2 separate regions of the Mus musculus genome follow, and region 1 is linked to region 2. A link is a contact called in public HiChIP or PLAC-seq data. All regions are on one chromosome and are shown on one strand. Each heading gives the region's core, a stretch centred on a gene start, on an enhancer-like site or on the middle of the called end of the contact. The rest is flanking DNA. Distances are from core to core; before and after follow the strand shown.

The links. HiChIP or PLAC-seq counts read pairs in DNA pulled down with a chosen protein or histone mark.
Region 1: a contact with region 2 is called in a FOXA1 HiChIP or PLAC-seq map of pancreatic cancer cells. The contact joins two enhancer-like sites. A contact is called at or near these places in 3 of 39 promoter capture datasets (liver, pre-B cells and stem cell-derived epiblast-like cells), 1 of 484 Hi-C or Micro-C datasets (nephron progenitors) and 1 of 115 datasets of contacts at active chromatin or transcription factors (pancreatic cancer cells).

What each region holds. Positions count from the first base shown.
Region 1 is chr5:143,964,193-143,967,518 of GRCm38.p6, forward strand. The region is part of intron 2 of Gm17135 (a long non-coding RNA gene); the gene reads right to left. It also overlaps a transcript of Pms2 not described here. Among named protein-coding and RNA genes, the nearest start is that of Gm17135, 15 kb to the right of the region's middle. Within about 2 kb of position 1,624, at least 5 of the 459 cell types and tissues checked have an H3K27ac peak or open chromatin away from gene starts, as enhancers often do. A contact at or near this core is called in pancreatic cancer cells, where this site is marked.
Region 2 is chr5:143,676,757-143,680,105 of GRCm38.p6, forward strand. The region is part of intron 1 of Cyth3 (cytohesin 3); the gene reads left to right. Among named protein-coding and RNA genes, the nearest start is that of Usp42, 54 kb to the right of the region's middle. Within about 2 kb of position 2,080, at least 83 of the 459 cell types and tissues checked have an H3K27ac peak or open chromatin away from gene starts, as enhancers often do. A contact at or near this core is called in pancreatic cancer cells, where this site is marked.

The DNA.
Region 1 (3,326 bases), core at 374-2,873, 290 kb after region 2:
AGACTTTAAAAGTGTTTATATTACATTTGCATTTAATATTGATTCAAGGTGTGTGTGTGTGTGTGTGTGTGTGTGTGTGTTGTCAGGCATGGTGGCAACTGCATTTGCCACCTCGGCCATCTTGTCATCCCTAAAAATCATTAAAAAATATATCTCGAAGGCTGGAAAGATGTCCTGGTGGTAGACAGCACTTGTTGCTTTTGCCAAGGACCCGAGTTCAGGTCTCAGAACCAACACGGCAGCTCACAATCATCTCTAACTCCAGTTGCAAGGGGTCTGATGGCTTCTCTTGAACTCCCCCGGGGCATCAGGCATGAATATGGTGCATACAGTCATTCAGGCAAAACACTCATACACATAAAAGAAAAGAAATATCTTTCCAAATACAAACATATTTTCAGCGGGTCAGGACTGCACTACAGGGGAACACTTGCCTCGGGTTCCCAGCACGGGGAAACACATAAAAAGTGTTGCTCAGCAGGCAGTATGTTTAAAATGTCTTAGTTTGGAAGTCAAGTATGGTGTTAAGTTCCTGTAGTCCCAGCACTTGAGAGGCTAAGGCAGGAGGGTCAGCTGTTCAAGGTCAGCCAAGAGCTAGTAAGATCCTGTTTCAAAGAACCAATGTTGTTAGTTTGAAAAAACAATCAGCAGGTTCTTTTTTTTTTTTTTTTTTCTTTTGGTTTTTCGAGACAGGGTTTCTCTGTTGTAGCCCTGGCTGTCTTAGAACTCACTCTGTAGACCAGGCTAGCCTCGAACTCAGAAATCTGCCTGCCTCTGCCTCCCAAGTGCTGGGATTAAAGGCGTGTGCCACCACCGCCCGGCCCATAATATATTTAATTTATACTTAAATATTAATGAGAGAGTTGTAATGTATGGTTTTGTGTGTCAACTTGACACAAGCTGGAGTTATCACAGAGAAAGGAGCCTCCCTTGAGGAAATGCCTCCAGGAGATCCAGCTGTAAGGCATTTTCTCAATTAGTGATCAATGAGGGAAGGGCCCATTATGGGTGGTGCCATCTCTGGGCTGGTAATCTTGGGTTCTATAAGAAAGCAAACTGAGCAAGCCAGTAAGTCACATCCCTCCATGGCTCTGCATCAGCTCCTGCTTCCTGACCTGCCTGAGTTCCAGTCCTGACTTCCTTTGTTGATGAACAGCAGTGTGGAAGTGTAAGCTAAATAAATCCTTTCCTCCCCATGATGTTCATGCAGGAATAGAAAACCCTGACTAAGACAAGAGTATTTAATAATTTAACAGAATTGTGTGTGTGTGTGTGTGTGTGAGAGAGAGAGAGAGAGAGAGAGAAACCTAGTGTCTAAATGTAGGGAGACGTGTTTAAAATATGTGGTTTGGAGGTGGAATATCACACAAGTGTCCCCTTCCTTCCTCACCCTCATTTCTTACTGAGGAAATAACTCATTTGTCTTTACAGAGGTCGGGCATGCTGGTTTTCACCGGCTGCGTCCTCATGTCAGGCTATGTCCTTTCCTCACAAGTCCAGGAAAGCACCGGTTAGAAACAGACATGACTGATCCGGGTGTTTTGTGTTCTGCACAGCCACAGGTGGTCACTGCCTTTGCCACTCTTTCCTTTTAATGACGGTGACTCACCAGTGGCTCACCTGGCATCAACCCAATGCTCTGCTTCCCAGGACCTTCACTTGTGGCCTTCGCAGCCCCAGGGGTCACTCCTCAGCGGTTAGTTAACAGCCGCTGTTTCACTAGAGACAGTACAATAACTTTCTCTCTCATTTCTTTTATATTAATTTGAAAAAATTTAAATTTGTGTATATACGTGTGTGCCTGTGTGTATGTGCACATGTGTGCAGGCACCCTTGAGGGTCACAAGACATGGGATCCTCTGGAGTCACAAGTGATTGTGAGCCACTTCCTATGGGTGCTGGCCAGCAAGGCTGAGGGATCTACCCTCCTCCACTTGGGTTGTGCTGGGACCATAGGTGTTGGCTGTGCTGATGGCTTTTTCACACCAACAGTAGGGACAGAACTCAGGTCCTCACTCTTGCAGAGCAAACATGTTACTGACAGAGCCAGCTTGCCAGCCGTTCGGTGATTCTTATCTAAAGAAGGGTCTCAATGTGTGTCCCAGGCTGGCCTCAAACTTGCAATCCCCCTCAGCACTGGGATTATAGCTCTAAAATAGTAAGTTTTTAAGGTACTGATTTCTGATACATTTCCTTAAGGTGTTCAGTCAGTCGCTGCCATTAACATCAGAATATATGCCCATGTATAATTACAGGCATCTATGTTGGTGTTACCTTTCTACAGGACTTTAGGATGATAAATAAAGACCTAACTGCGACCAAATTCATGACTGTGATAGCGGAGGACAACCCTTTCGTGTACGATGGAACTGACAGCAACTTCGAGCTTGAGGTTTGTAAAGTGTTGCTGGGAACAGTGCAGATCCAGTTTAAGCCGCGCGTCTCTAACGTACATGATTTACACATACAGAAACCCAGGGGGATGTACAGATGTACACAGCTGCCCTTTCAGGAATCGGGGATTACACTAGAAAGGGGCTGGGGAGGTGGCTCAGCTGGTAAAGTGCTTGCCCTGCAAGCATGGGGACCTGAGTTTGCTCCCTAGAACCCGTGAAGAAAGTCAGCTGTGGCGGTGCTCACCCATAAAACCAGTGCTGGGGAGGTGGGGACAGGAGGGTCAACCAGTGCGGCTAAATCAGTGAACCCCAAGCGAGTGAGAAACACCATCTCAAAAGCCGAGGTGGGGCGCAATAGAGGAAGACACTCGGAGATGGCCTCTGCCCCCCCCCCCAGACACTCGTGTAGCCCCTATACAGGACTAATAAATGAATCGGAAATCACCAATCACTTCCTGATCCACTCCAGCGTGTCGGAATAAACGAGGCCTCCCTGTGCTTCTTGTCATTGCAGCTGGTTTTCCTGGAATTCTTTGAAGCCCTCTTATGCTTCTCTCTCTGCTGCATGTTTGACCAGATGACTAGATCCTATCTAAAAGTCCCGTATGACGACATCACTACAAACCGATACGGCAGCACTCAGACGATACTGAACCAGGTGACAGACAATGTGGTAGAGTGTAGAACCTAGGCATGACTTGAGCCCGGTGGGTAGACTCTCAGTCAGAACTGGAGAGACACTGTCTAGTGCACAGAGGGATGCCTGCCCGAGAGCAAAGATACCAGGAGACAGCTTATAGGTCTGCACGCAATACTAAACAGGTCGGAGAGAGAGAGGTTTACTCACAGGGTGGACACCCTTGGTCACTGTGAGACCCTGGCAGAGCCAAGACCTTGCTTTACAAGGAAATGAGACTTGAGTCATTGACA
Region 2 (3,349 bases), core at 830-3,329:
GTGGCAGATACCATTTCCAGTCTGCTGTTGAGGGCCAGAACATATGGTTGAGTAACCAAGTGGTCAGATTTCTGTTTATTGGATCATTTGTTAACATGTTTGACTTTTGACCAAAAGAAACATTAAAACATAATGTTTCTGGTTACAGTTCATATCTTCTTATCTTTTCTCCGGAGAGTTGTAGAACAGAATGTTAGCCTTATGGACAGTATGTGAGAGAGACACAGGGAGACAATGCTCATGTGGGGGAGTGGGGTGAGTTACAAGGGAACCTTAGGTACAGCAACAATCCAGAGCTGAGAAGTGACAGCTTCTGGCACCTGTAAGTTGTCACACATGAGTTATTCACATAACTTCACTGTTACAAAGTGCTTGCTCATCTTGGAGGTAACTGTTGATTCTTTAGTGTCAGCATACATTTTAAATACCAGTATGTTTTCTAAGCTATATACAGAAGGCCCTATTTTTCCTTGATTCTGAGATGTAAATACTTCTATCCTTCAATGTCTGTGAACAGGCAGTGTATAATGGGTGCATGCCTGGATTTTATTGAATGTGGTAAACAGAGCAGCACTCGACTCCACTCTCTCCATACAGTGTCTCCGACCTTGTTAGCTGCTTCAGGGTTTATAGTGTGTGTGTGGGGGGGGGAGTGGGGGCTGTGTTTCTGTGTGGAGGATAGAGGAGGCTGTTCAGTGTCCTGCTGGGCTTATTCACTAGAGCATGTAGTGACTAGTAATCCTCCTACCTCTGTCCCCACAGTGCCAGGGTTGCAGTTGCGCACAGCCACGACAGCTGCTTCTGTGACTGCTAGAGATGTACGCTCAGGTTCACATACTTGCTCAGCGAGTGTTCTTAGGCACTAAGCCATCTTCCCAGCCACTACACTATATTCTGTTTATAAAGACAGTGGTGCTTATCTGTATGGGCATTTTGCCTGTATGTATGTCTGTCCACCACATGCATGCTTGGTGCCTACAGAGACCAGAAGAGGGTGTCATGTCCCCTGGAGTTCCAAGTGGGCTCTCAGACTTGAACCCATGACAGGTCTTCTGCCGATGCTCTTAACCTCTGGGCCATTTCTCTAGCCCTGTAATAATTTATTTTCAACTTATTATAGTCTATCACCAACATTATATACCATTTCTCATATAGGAAAATAATATTGTTTCTCCTGTTTTTGTTATCTGTCTTGTTTTAGTGTTTCTGAGACAAGGTCTCATTCTGAAGCTCTGACTGGCCTTGAACTTGGGGTTCTCTTGACTCAGCCCTGAGCTGTTTGCAGGTGTTAGCTAGGTTAAGAATGTCAGAACAATGTGATTTGATTTTCTCTTCCAAGTCTTGTGTTCTTGTTCATGCCTACTAAAGCAGTGCACCGTTTGCTTTTGGTCCCGACAGCAGCACCAAATCTTTTAAGAGCCTTGCATCAAGGTTGAGAACCTTTGCTCACGCTGCTCCTCTGAGCACTGGACACTGTTTTGTAGAGATAAAGATTTTTCATTTGGTAGTCCACAGCTGGCTGCCTGCAGATCTGCTACCAATGAATTATTTTAAAATTTTATTGTCTGAAAAGTAGCTGGTTTCACCTTTTCTGAAAGTTATTTTGCAAGGTTTGGAATTTTGTCCACTTTCTCCTTCATTTCGGACAAAGTCAAGGCCAGGTTTAGTTGCCCACCCTGGCTGGCAGCAGACTCTAGCAGCAGGCTATGGTGCTTTGATTTGCAAATCTTCATTTGAAGGAGGCAGGTACCTGAGAAAGCAAGGCCTGGTCCTGGTCATGACTTTGTTGTGACTCTTCTCTGAAGCTGTGCCAGCAGCAGAAACACGGGACTTCCTGCCTTCCTTCCCTACTGTTTTACCTTGTGAAAGCATTTGTTTGCTCTCTAGAATTTGGACCAAACTGAAACTGTACCTGCTGTCCTGCATCTAGCCTGTGCTGTGCTGCTAGGGCTCTCTGCTGTCATGGAAGTTATGTTCTGTATGGCTCCTCATTATGTGAGCACAGAACTCAGGCCTGCCTCCATGTAGAATAAGACGAGAAACAGCAAACACTACAGCCCACATCCAGAATCCAGATGTTACCACCCTTTCCCCACTCGGAATGAAGTGTGAGTCACACACCAGTCAGAGCTGTTCACTTTGGAACCGTTCACCCTGGAAATCAGGAAGGCATTATTTGTTCTCATACCACACCTGTTGACATGAGAACGCTGTATGGCAAATGGTTTATGTGAGCTATGCTTGCAGTGAGCAGCAGAGTTCAGACTTGCTGAGTAGATCTTGAACTGGCAGACTGTAAAGGCTCCTGGTGTTTGGAGCTGGGCTCTTCTATGTAGTGGCTGTCAAGCTGCCCTGTTCTGCTCCTGATAACAAAGCTGGCGGTTCTTTCAGCATCTCCTTCTGCAAACCATAGCACTATAAACACTTCAGTTTCTGGAAAGAGTCATCAAAGGATCCTCTTCTTTTAAGGCATCTTAAAAGTATATAGATCCTGTCCATCCCCAGTGAGAACACGCAGGACGGACAGGGTGGGCATGCTCAGGGAGTGCCTCCCCTCTGCTTCTCTTCCTCCACTGCTTGCGATCACGAGGAAGTGTTTCTCACTCTGTATTCACTGCTGCGGCCTTTGGGTAGGATATGGTGAAAATGTTATGAGTTGAGGAATTGCCAACTTTTGCCTAGCCACCAACCTAAAAACTTTATAAAGAAATTAAGACTGTATGAGTTCAAGACCAACCTGGTTAATTTAGCAAGACTGTCTCAAAATAAAGAAAGGGTTTGGAATGTAGCTCAGTTACCTGGCATGTGCAAGGCTCCCTATTCCGACACAAAAGGGATCAAAGCTGGGCTGGGATAGAGTTCTGTGGTAGGTGACAGCGTCACATGCACAGGACCACACAAATACCCAGCATCACAAACAAAGGGGAAGAAGAGGAGGAAAGGAGAGAAGAAAAGAGGAAGGAATGGCAAGAGGATTAAATCCCCAGAGACTTATTTAGTAATATCGAGGAAGCTTTACCACAGTTAGAGGAGTGCTTCTCCTCTAATGGACGGATGTTTGACAATTTTCTGAGTAGTATGACACTCTCAGGGATGGTGACAGTAAAATAAGTTACAGGAAGTAGAGGGATGCACAAACGCCCAGTCATCACAGCAAATGTGCACAACAAAAGCAGCCTAACCGCCAGCTGGGGCTATCTGTGGCCACTACCAGCAAGAGTGCAGAGACGCCTGAGAAGGCCGTGTCAACAGTCTCTATTCCATAGGGTGTAGTGGAAATCATGAAGTTGCAGCAGGCCTCCAGATCTGACTTCTAAGGGATGGGAGCAACATTCTGCGCTCTAGCAGA